Regions from separate parts of the Gossypium hirsutum genome. Here regions 2, 3 and 4 are each linked to region 1. Evidence: chromatin contacts called from public Hi-C data. All regions are on one chromosome and are shown on one strand. The core of a region is the stretch at or near the end of the contact, and the rest is flanking DNA. Distances in the headings are between cores, read along the strand shown.

What was found. A called contact is a pair of places that touch in the nucleus more often than the background predicts.
Region 2: a Hi-C map of leaf shows a contact between it and region 1, with 2.6 times the contacts expected there. The contact joins the promoter of LOC107952073 here to the promoter of LOC107952077 in region 1. A contact is called at or near these places in 12 of 34 Hi-C or Micro-C datasets (anther, callus, fibers and 3 more).
Region 3: a contact with region 1 is called in a Hi-C map of leaf, with 1.9 times the contacts expected there. The contact joins the promoter of LOC107952485 here to the promoter of LOC107952077 in region 1. A contact is called at or near these places in 3 of 34 Hi-C or Micro-C datasets (callus, leaf and seedling).
Region 4: a contact with region 1 is called in a Hi-C map of leaf, with 3 times the contacts expected there. The contact joins the promoter of LOC107952075 here to the promoter of LOC107952077 in region 1. A contact is called at or near these places in 15 of 34 Hi-C or Micro-C datasets (anther, hypocotyl, leaf and 2 more).

The regions. Positions count from the first base shown.
Region 1 is chrA02:46,858,814-46,861,735 of Gossypium_hirsutum_v2.1, forward strand. It overlaps LOC107952077 (long chain acyl-CoA synthetase 4), which reads left to right and starts at 1,399. Exons shown (of 19, transcript XM_016887322.2): 1 at 1,399-1,681; 2 at 2,290-2,353; 3 at 2,462-2,551; 4 at 2,701-2,757; 5 at 2,909-2,922. The coding sequence starts at 1,530.
Region 2 is chrA02:47,068,606-47,071,527 of Gossypium_hirsutum_v2.1, forward strand. LOC107952073 reads right to left here and starts at 1,529. Exons shown (of 4, transcript XM_041085612.1): 1 at 1,337-1,529; 2 at 36-1,029. The coding sequence starts at 357.
Region 3 is chrA02:46,674,822-46,677,743 of Gossypium_hirsutum_v2.1, forward strand. LOC107952485 reads left to right here and starts at 1,531. Exons shown (of 3, transcript XM_016887736.1): 1 at 1,531-2,026; 2 at 2,156-2,757; 3 at 2,849-2,922. The coding sequence starts at 1,531.
Region 4 is chrA02:46,988,311-46,991,232 of Gossypium_hirsutum_v2.1, forward strand. It overlaps LOC107952075 (receptor-like protein 53), which reads right to left and starts at 1,457. Exons shown (of 8, transcript XM_041085603.1): 1 at 1,063-1,457; 2 at 677-831; 3 at 259-476. The coding sequence starts at 1,238.

The sequences.
Region 1 (2,922 bases), core at 149-2,648:
AATGGATAATGTTTTTACTTGACACATCAACATTTTATGTAGTTCATAATTTAATTAAAAATTATTATTTATAGAAATAAATGTTCTAAACAAAAAATAATAATTATAAATTGATGTTAAAATTATACAAAATCCTTATGAAAGCTGTTGATAATTTTATGATATTACAATAAAAGTTACAAGGACTTAAATAATAAGGAACATTGAAAAAAAATAATTTATATTTTGAAATTGATAATATATCTTTTTAATTATAAAAATGTAATAAATACTTTTAAACATTAAATACATTTAAATATTCAAAAAATAAGTTATTTAAAATGCTAAAAAATATTTTTTCAATTTTAAAACATATTAATGTTTAATTTTGAATATTAAAAAAAGGTAATTAGATTATTTTAAAAATATTAAAAAAATTCAAATTCAAATATTTAAATTTGTTATATCCCATATTACCATCTTTCTTATTGATAGTTAATTTGATTTTTTTGTTTAAATTAATATTAAAATTAAAAAGTTAATTAAAAATATTTTTTCGAATAAAATTAATATATATTAAATATTATGCATTCTTAACTTATACAATTATTATTTATCTTTTAACTTTTCAATATATGTAAAATTTGAACTATTTCTTAGTAAATAAATATAATATAACAAAAATTAAATTAATACATTCCATTGAATGGATAAAAAAATCAATTCAAATATAATACTATCTTCAATAAGTGCCGAAGTCCAAATATAAAAAAAAAATTGAGAAATAAGAAAAAATTACAAAAAAATATTTTGATAAATAATAAAATAAAAAAAGTAATATTTGAGAAAAAACCTCCAATCGTGAGCCCAGCTTATCAAAAACTAAAATCTAATACGAACTGAACTGTCTGACACACCACAGATCCAAAGTGGTCCTTCTTTGACCTTTTAATTTTGCTCTTCTCCTGTACAAAGTTGGAACTAGTTTTAAAAGTAGAACCCTAATAATTATAATTTAAATAAAGAATTGGTTATTATTATTTTTAAAAATTTTAAATTTATTTTTATTATTAATAAAATTTACTTAATTTATAATTATAAACTTTGACTTAAATTATTTGAAAATAAATGAAATGTTAAATTATGTGATTTTCAAAGCCCTAAATATTTTATTAGCAGAAAATTATATAAATATTTTAATTTTATTAAATAAATTTAACTGGATAATAAATAAAAATTAAAAATAAATTGATTTATTTAGTACATATTACTTTAATTCATACAAAATTTGAGTAATATATATATTTTATTAATATTACAGTATAAATACTTGCCCAAGCTTAAAAAAAAAATAAAAATTAATAATAAAAAAGAAACAGCGTTCTTACCGGTCACCTACAGCCACCTAATAATTAGGCGCTATATATTTTCTCAAGATTCTTCTCCACATTTCACTCTCAGAGCCCTCCATATATATTGAGAGCTGTAAGAGAGAATATATAAAAGGGAAAGCTAGCTAAGGATCGTTTGATTTTGGACATTTTGATCAAATGGCTGGAAATAATTTTGTAATAGAGGTAGAGAAAGGTAAAGACGCCAGCGATGGACAGCCGTCGATCGGTCCTGTTTATCGCAGTTCTTTCGCTGCTAATGGATTCCCTGCTCCGATTCCTGGAATGGAGAGTTGCTGGGACATTTTCCGGTTCGTTTTTAGCTTTCTCTTTTTTACTTTAAGCTTCTTGCTTGGCTGCTAAGAAAATAAGGAAACTAGGAGAAGATTTGACTTCTTCTATTCTTTGCTTTGATTTCAGATGGCTTTCGAAATAGTTGCCATTTTTTTTGAATTTTTACTTCCCCTTTTTTAAGTTGAGTAGATTTTTCTTTTAATTTGTTGGCTGTGTTATTTTTTTATTTCGCGCCGAAGTGGCGATGAAATCGAGAAACGTATTTTTAAGGATCCTATGAGAAAATTATATGCAGATCGAAACGCCTAATATTTGAAACTATTGAATTTTAACGCTCACACAGAGCAAGAATCGAGTTACTGGTATTTCCATTCTTATAGCTGAAAGATCGATGGCTTTCATTCAACTCAATGTAAAACTGTGAAATAAATTGTTTAATAGTAGTAATTATTTTGGTTTTGATGCTTCTGTCATGTGGAGATTAAAATATTGCCTCCTTATAACTTAGCTGAATCGTAGATACGGGCTGATTGAACTTGCTAACTAACTGTATGACAACTCCTATTTACGAAAAAGTAATGTTTTATTTGAGGATGATGATTTCGATTTCATTTTCTCCTTGCAGTATGTCAGTTGAGAAATATCCTGACAACCGTATGCTTGGTCGCCGACAGATTGTGGATGGGAAAGTATGTTGCTGCTGCAGTTTCCTTTTTTCTTGTTACTTTTGCGTTCTGTTTGTAGTGCTGCCTTTGACTTTTAGTTCATGTATCTAAATTGACCTGCTTTGATTGCAGGCTGGAAAATACGTGTGGCAAACTTACAGAGAAGTTTATGACATTGTAATAAAAGTTGGGAATTCCATCCGAAGTTGTGATGTTGTGGAAGTAATGCTTTAACTTCTTTTTCTCTTTTTAATTGTAAAATTATTGTCAATTTTTTTTATAACAAATATACTATTTCTGGGGTCAATATCCACCCACAATTGATGCGTTTTTAAAAAAAATAATGTTAAGCTTTCTATTCTTGCTTACAGGGAGGAAAGTGTGGTATTTATGGTGCCAATTGCCCAGAATGGATAATAAGCATGGAGGTATGATCATTCTGGCATGTTTCATCTGATTTGCACAGTGGACATCTCAAGTTACTTAGATGTCGCTATAACTTGTTTCTTTGGATCATACTATTTGCTACCAGATTGCTTGTTGCCCGAAATGTTTACTAATGTTGCAAGGTTGATACAGGCCTGCAACGCTCA
Region 2 (2,922 bases), core at 279-2,778, 210 kb after region 1:
GAGTCAAAATGATAGCCTAGTTAGATGACACTTACCATTTCCTGGGACTCGCAAACACGCAGCAAACCGTTTATTCTTGTCCATACACATATTAGAAGGATCACATTCTTCACCCCGAAAACCATCTTTCCATGTTGGTGGTGGTGGTGGCATAACCAACTTCTGGGTCTTGTCTTTCTCGGACTTAACTTCCTTATGATCTTCACTATCATCGGGTTTTTCCTTTTCTTCACCATCCATCTTTTCTTTGGCTTCAATATTTGACTTTTCCTGATCCTTTGGCACATTGTTACCTTCTATCTCACCATCTGTATTCCCTTTGTTATCATGTTTTGATTCTTCCAAACCCTTTTGCATGTTATCACCTTCTTTTGCACCATTCGTCTCTCCTCTGGTTTTAAGATTTGATTCTTTCTGACCTTTTTGCTCATTATCACCTTCTTTCGCACCATCTACTGCTCCTTTGGATTCCTGACCCTCCTTATCGCCTTTTCCACCATCTGCCTGTCCTCTGGCTTCAAACTGCGATTCTTCCTTACCCTTTTACTCGTTATCACCTTTTGTATTGTCCACTTTTCCTCCGGCTTCAAACCGCAATTCGTCCTTACCCTTGTGCTCATTATCACCTTTTCCACCATCCGCCTTTCCTCCGGCATCAAAATGTGATTCTTGCTAAGCCTTTTGCACATTATCACCTTCTCCACCATTGGTCTTTCCTCCGGTTTCAACATGTGATTCTTCCCGACCCTTGTGCTCAATATCACCTCCTTGTTCATTGTCTGACTTTCCTTCTGCTTCACTACTTGAATCTTTCCCATCCTTCACCAAATTCTCACCTCCATTTGAACCTGATTGCAGTTTCAAATTACTCTTACTTGTAAAACTCCCAATATCTCATTTTGATCCATTAGTTTGATCTCCTCCATTTCCTTTCAAGTTTTTAATTCCAATTGAATCTGAAACAGATTTAGAATTACCATTTTCTTTCACCGGTTCCACTGTGCCATCTAATTTCTGATTTAAACCAGTCTGTTCATTCCCCTAAAAAGGAAAAATCAATGAGAAATTTTATTTGATCCCATGAATGAAATTAAACAATTTAATCAACATTCTCCGTTTTAAAAAAAAAAACTCACCTTTGGATCAGAACTTGAGCAATCGACAACAACTAGCAGTAGAAAAAATCCCGTCAAAGAAACATAATTTCTTTCCATATTTAACATAAACCCAATTTTTGTGCTAGAATAAGAACCTTTTCATCACAGAATTAATCAAAAGCAACCTCAAAACAGTCTAAATACATATGAAGAAGAAGAAGAGGTTGAAGGTTTCTAACCTTAAAAAGGAGACCTTTTTTTGTACACTAATTTGGACAGCTTCCACATTCACCACTTCCAAACTTGAAATACTTGATTTTTCATCAATATTTTAGAGAAAAAAGAAGAAGCTCAGACATACAAGGGTAGATTAAAAAAAAAAAAGTCAGAATAGGAACTGGGGGAGAAAAAAAAGGGAGACTTTGAACCGAGAAAGGAAACGGTGGCGTTTAGGAGTTATAATATAAACGGAACAGAGTTCCAAGGATATAGGTTGCATAATTGACATTTGTTTTGGATCGCATCGCAAATCTTCTTTTCCTGTTTCTGAAGCAACGTTAATTATTAATAACTTTTTTAATTTACGAATTTTTTTATATTTTTATAGCACGTGTGAACACAAAACCAACAACATTAGTCATGTATCAATATAAGTAAGATATTCAAGTTTAGGTATTAATTATCTTTAAAACAAATTTAGATTTATGCTTTTTTGCATATATAATATAAAAAAAAATTCTAAAATGGTAACCAACTGAATTATTTACGAAAATGGTATATCAGGGATGGTAGAGGGTGGTGCATAGGTGGCACCACCTCTATTTTCAGACTTCTCTAACTGATAGTGAAAAAAACACTTTTTTAATAGGTGAGTATAAATACAAAATAAATATAAAATGAAAATGAACAAAAAGAAAAATCGAAAAAATTGGGTGAAGGGTGGGTGCCAGGCGACACTGGTGAAGCCCTCTTGACAGGTGGCATCGTGTCAACCCTAATTCCCTCGACTACTGCGTCGTGATGGGACGAGACCCTTAAGGTCTTGTGAAATTGGGTTTGTGGGACCTTATAACCATGGTCCCTCAAAGTGAAAAAGAAAAAAAAAGAAAAAAGAAAACAGATTAGATCAAAAGAGAAGAGAATGAGAAGAAGGAAAAAAACAGAAAAAAAGATTTACAAAATAGAGAAGAGCCGGAAAAAAAAACATTTGTTAAGGATTTGAGGTTTGAACAAAAGGATTTTGTTAGAGTTTAGGGTTTGAATAAAAAGGCGATTACAGGGTTTTTTTATTAGGGTATAGAAAAAAAGAATTAAGGGGTTTTTTTTAAGGTTAAAAAGGATTAGAGAGTTTTGTTTAGGGTTTGAAAAAAATATAAAAAAAGATCAAAAGAGAATTTTGTTTAGGATTTTAACAAAAAATATCAAAAAAGGTAATTTTTTAGTATTCATAAAATATTCGTTTAGTTCAGTGTTTATTGTGATTTATAAGTTATAAATGTTAATTTTTGTTGTTTTTGAATTTTTGGACAAATGTTTTTGATTTATTGATAGTTTGATTTTTTTTAAAAATTATTTTTGTAAGGTACTATTTTTGTTTGAAAGAAAGTGTGGAGGTTTGTTTCTGTTATATTTTTTTATTAACATTTTTTTGTTTATTATTAGATGCAAATAATAACATATAGTCCAATTAGGTTTATTTTGTTTTGATAATTTATGTTATTTTAACATAATTTTTTTTATTTTTTATGTAAGTAAAATATAGGACCATTGAGTTAGAATTTATGAGATATTTTTTATTTTGTTAATTACTAAACCAGTATAAATA
Region 3 (2,922 bases), core at 281-2,780, 180 kb before region 1:
AAAAAAAGGTAAAGAGTTGAAGTAGAATTAGACATTTATATTTTAATATATATATGCGTGGGAGGGGTGTGCCCCCTGTAATTGGAATTTCAATAGGAATTACTACCTTTTTAATTCTGTTTCATGTTCTTTATTTTTTCTTGCGCAATATTGCGCAAGGCCCTTTCAATTTCATTTTATTTTCAATTAATTTTTGTTAAACTTTTAATTTAAAATTTATATTTAGTTTTAGGCCGGTAGAGAGTTAATAAATTCGTAACCACACTTAAAAACTTCCGTATTGGTATTTGTTATTTTTCTAATTTAAGATATAAGTATCATCGTCTTATAAAATTGTATTGATATCAAATTAAAAAGAGCTCATTAATTCGGTGTTGATAAACATAGAGTTGGAAGAAGTGATATGATCGTCTATCATATTTGGTCTATCGGAGAACACGTTGGTGTGTCCAATTAAGTGGTTAGTTGGATCCGTCAAAGGAAATAGCAATCAGGTTTAAACAACCTGCGCAGTTGAGGTTGTTGGTTCAAGTTAGACCCTTCTAGTTTCCAAAGCTACTGAAGAGCTAAATCATGGACACGTGTTTCGTGGTTATTCGTTAAGTAAAACTACAGAAGGATTGGTGGTCTGGGCGTCCTCATTCACTATAATCGACTTTTCAGTTAAAGGAGGAGACTTATTATCAAGTATCAGTTTGAAATCATGGCAAAATCGAGATTGAAGCTAGAAATTTCATTATATTGGTTTATTTAATTTAACTTCTTTTATGCTTATTTCTATTGTTATCTAGATTTTAATTATTTTTACCTTTATCATATTTAAATCCATCATTTTTACTTTTGCACAAATCGTCACATGTTGTGGGCATAATAATTGTCTGGTGCACAACTTAGTTAAACCGAAACAACAATTTTAGATATTCTAATCTCTGTAGGATCGGTCGTACTCTCTATATTGCTATTTATTTATGGTTTAAACATAAAAAATATTATTTTTTATGGATTCGAAAGCCATCAATTAATATATAATTTGAGCAACTTTTATGAGTAAATAGTGGCAATACGAGAATATAATATATTTCTTAAAGACAAATTGAGTATTTTAAAATATATATTATTTAATAAATATTTTTTCTTTATTGGCTTTTTGTTAATTTTTTTATGGTAATTATATTTTTTATTTCAATGTTTTTTATTCAACTATCGAGCAAGTGCTTTTTTTTCTTTATTTTACTATTATGATTTTGGACTTCTTTTTTATTGTATTTGATAGTTTTTCTATCAATAATTAATTCTGAATACTTTTTTAATTGTGTTTGTCACTTTAAGTTCCTTACTGAAATTTAATTTTAGAAAGCCATCATATTAATATTGAACAATATTTATACCAATCATAATTATTTTATGCTATAATGATATTGTTATTTCTAAGTGTAAATTTGTTCATTAAAGAATTTGGACATTGATTTTATGTTTGAATAAAAAATTATCATAAAATTTTAAAATTAAAAAAATTAAAATTAAAAAAAAATGACTTTTGGTGAGAACTCTGGTCTTGGAAGTTCTATTGTTGAGGAATTGATTCCTAAGAAGGTCAGATTTCGGGATAAGGAAGAGGAGGCGACGAGCGGAATAATGGTCGATACGCCCTCAGATCAACTCACTTCTTGGAGAGATAAACTCGTCGGACAGTCCTCAAAAGATGTCTTCAATAGTTTGGTTGATAATGATAATATTGATATATTGGAAGGGGACGTCCAAAAGACATTTGTGAATGGCGTACCCTCCATAACTTTCTCAGACAGAATCCATCAAATCCTTGTTCAAGGCATGGATAATACTGTGATTTTAAAACTTCTAGGCCGGAATATGGGATTCACAGTTTTGCAGAATAAAATTTACGATTTGTGGAGACCCACAGCACCTATGCACATGATGGATATCGAGAATGGATACTTTCTAGTGAAATTTCAAAATAAGATGGATTTCAAAAAGGCCCTAGCTGAAGGACCATCGATCATATTTGGTCAGTATTTGACAGTACAACCATAGACGATGGGTTTCGGTCCTTCTCAGAATTTTCCAAGAGTTGTGATGGCATGGATCAGATTCCTAGCTCTTTCGAGCTACTAATATAACAGGAAAATCATTTCAGAATTTGGGGAAGTAGTTGGTAAAGTGGTTAAGCTTGATTTAAATACCGACAGCAGGACGAGGGGACATTTTGCTAGATTAACAGTTTATGTTAATCTGGGCGAACCTTTGGTATCACAAATTTTGATCAATGGTAGAACGCAAAAAGTGGAATATGAAGCTTTATCTACTATCTGTTTTCATTTTGGAAGGTATGGACATGTGGAAAATCTCTGTATTTTTAAAAGTCCTAAACCCACGGTTGAGGCGAATCATGATTTGTCTGCAACGGTACCGGAAAACCAGAAGTTGGCCATGGAAGAATCGGAGAAGAAAGACGAGAGTTACGGGTTGTGGATGATTGTTGAGAGGAAATCAAGGCATAAATTTCGTGATAATTTTCAAAAATCTGCCGAAATTCAAGAAAAGAAAAGGGAAGGATCCCGATTCAGTTGCCTAAATAATAGGGATTTAAACAATGAATTTAATGATGGAGAAGTGGCAGACTTTCAAAACTCTAAAGAGAAAGAAATTTCTCCCAGAAATCAGTATATTAAAGGCGTTGACCCGAAAATTAATAGGCTGAATGATTTTGTAAAAAATTCCAATAAGGGCAAACAAAAGGTTGTAGGCCCTAATACCGGACCAGGCCCGATTTTTAAAAAAACTGCTGGCTTATTTTAGAACCCAACCTGGATAATAATAGTGGTAACAGGAATGCGATGGCTTTGGAAGGGATTGCCTTGGGGTTGGGCTCAAGACAGGCCAGATACTAGTGGAACAGGGTGA
Region 4 (2,922 bases), core at 207-2,706, 130 kb after region 1:
TTACAATGATTTCAACTGCGAAGAAACTCACTAACACAATTTAACAACTGATACACCCAAGTTCTCATCTAAATGAAGTACGTACAAGAAACAGTATTTACCATAACAAAGTTCACAGACTCCAGCAAAACTCAAGAGGCATAGATGCTCAGTAATTTCAGAAATGATTATGGATTATTGCATCCTTCAGCCAATGATAAAATATAGAGTAACTTTTCAAGCAAGAATACAGAATATGTACATGTAAAGAAAGAATACCTGAAGAGACTTCAATGCGGAATCTGTAACAGGCAAACCACCCAAGTCTAATACAGACAAATTCTTAAGTGATGCAAGCAGCGCAACCCCATTCGCAGTTACCCCAGTCTCTGAAATCCATAACTTTTCCAAAGTTGAAATGGATATAAGGTGTTTAACGCCAGCATCAGTAACCTTCATGCATCGCGAAAGGTCCACCTCCTTTAGACTAGTCATCCCTAAAACCACGAAAGAAAGAAAAAAAACTACAAATTTTTAAAAGATATTGAGCTTATCAATATGAAAAAAAAAATGAGCTTTGATCTCCATTTCTTTTAATAGTTATTCTTTTAGTGCATCTAAAATAGCTTCATATTCAAACAGATAACTTCTTATAATTTCTGTACATTTTTAAAAAATGAAAAACTCAAAAACATACCTACTATGGACCAAATAGCAGAATTATTAATTCTGTGACAATCACCGAGATTAAGTAATCGTAGATAACGAAATGCGCCTAAATACGCCATCCATTCCGCATCAACAGAATTCTCTCCTCTAAGATCTATCTCCTCCACACTATATTTGAACACTCTGCATTATCAAATGAAATGAATAATCTACTTCAACAGGGACCAGTTAGCAAAGTTTCAAAATTAAACTGAAAAATAAATAAAAATACATAAATTCCAATTCACAGCTTATTCTTCTTTGGCAGACAATTCAGATCTAGTTTAGAAATGTAACATCTAACAATTGAGCTAATAGAAAACAGAAAAAAAATATAAGAAAAATTGAAGTGATAATGAAGGAATGTTAATGTACTCGAGCAAGGAAGGGAAGAGAAGGCGACGACGGAGGAGGTTCCGAAGCAGAGACTGAGAAAGGTGAGAAGGCAATCGCTCCAGAGTTCTTCTTTGTCTCCGCCATTTCTCCACGCTCTCTTTGCTTTGGCAAGCTGCTTCTATACATCGCCGAATCAACTCGCTCTCTTTCTCCATTTCCGTTCGATTTATTACTTTTTTTTTGTCGAATTTGATAAATCACGCTCTCGTTTTGCTTCTCTTTGATCTTTCAATCCTTGAATCTAAGAAAAGATAAAGTTCAAAGTCAATAACTATTTTAGGCTTTTTGGTTTGCTTGCCCTTCACGAACTGTGAAATGTGGAAGAAAGTGGAATGATTATTTTATTTTTATTTGTTGAATGGATTATTAAAAGCGGTGCGGTTAAAATTCGCGTTTGAACTCGGCTCAAAATGTAATCGGTCCAAGATTTTTGACATCTGTCTAAATGCCAAAACGAAGCGTATAAGCTCCCCAGGATAGATAGCCAGATCAATAATAGTGGTAACTGGTAATACTTGGATTATGAATAATAATATTAAAATATTTTATAAATTACCAACGCATGCAATAATAAAACATATTGAATTTCTAAAAAAAAAAACATGGAATCGAACTTTAGAGACAGATAATTACGAATGCTGATCATTGATCATAATAGGGAGGATAAACAATATAATTTTTCTTTTACAAATTATGTTTATATTAAATAATAAAATATGGATTAAAATTAATAAGATGTTAAAATATAATATAAGTCGTTATACTTTTACTTCTATAAATTTAATCTTTACACTTTTTAGATTTAATTGTTAATTTTTTTTAAAATTTATTAATGTAACATTTTAAAATAAAAAATTATTTAACAACCATGTAACTATATAAATAATATTATACTGAACCTGAATTAATATTCAGGTTTAGTGGAAAATTAGTGTTGCAATGAAAAAAAATTTAATTCTTGGAATTTCATTACTTTGGAAGTGCAATTTTTTACATGAAAAATTCTAAATTTTAAAAATTAATAACAACAATATTTATAAAAAAGAAATACCTTAAAACTTAGAAATCATTCAATCAGAATATAAAAACAAAAACAAAATGCACTTGCGAGGTGTGCATGGGTCGGGCTAAGTTGGGCTCAACTAAAAATTTTAGCCTGTTTGCTATGCTCGAGCCCGGCCCAACCCTAAAAATGTGCCTAAAGTTTTTTCTAAGTTCTACCAAGATAAAAATGTTATAACTCAGGCCCAGCCCGGCCCCCCATATTAATTTTTATATTATTTTAAAATATATATAATACATCAAAAATACTAAAAACACCAAAATAAATATTTCCCAACAAATTGAAAATAAAATTTCAAAATATGTATACTTAAATAACACTATGATAGATACAACTTAACAAGCAAATGCCTCTAAAATAATAACAAAATTAACAAATATTTTTAAAATAATAATAAAATTAACAATAAAATAAGTTTTATACAATATCCAAACAATAACAACAAAATAGTAGCAATATAATAGTAAAATGGTAGCAAAATAGGGAGAAAACAATAAAAAATAATATTAAAAAAATTATCCTTTAGTGAATTCAAGCCGGCTTGGACGAAAAATGTCTTACTCGAGGCCCGACCCATTTTTAGACGGGCCTTAATTTTTGTCCAAGCCCATTTTTTAGGCATATATTTTTGCCCAAACCCTCTTACATTTCGAATAGGCCTTCGGCCGGGCCAAGTGGCCCCACCCATGAACAGGCCTACTAAGTGCTCTCTCTCAATATCCTACATAAATCAATGGAAAGTTTTTTTAAATGAACTCTAAGATGTTGCTAATAAT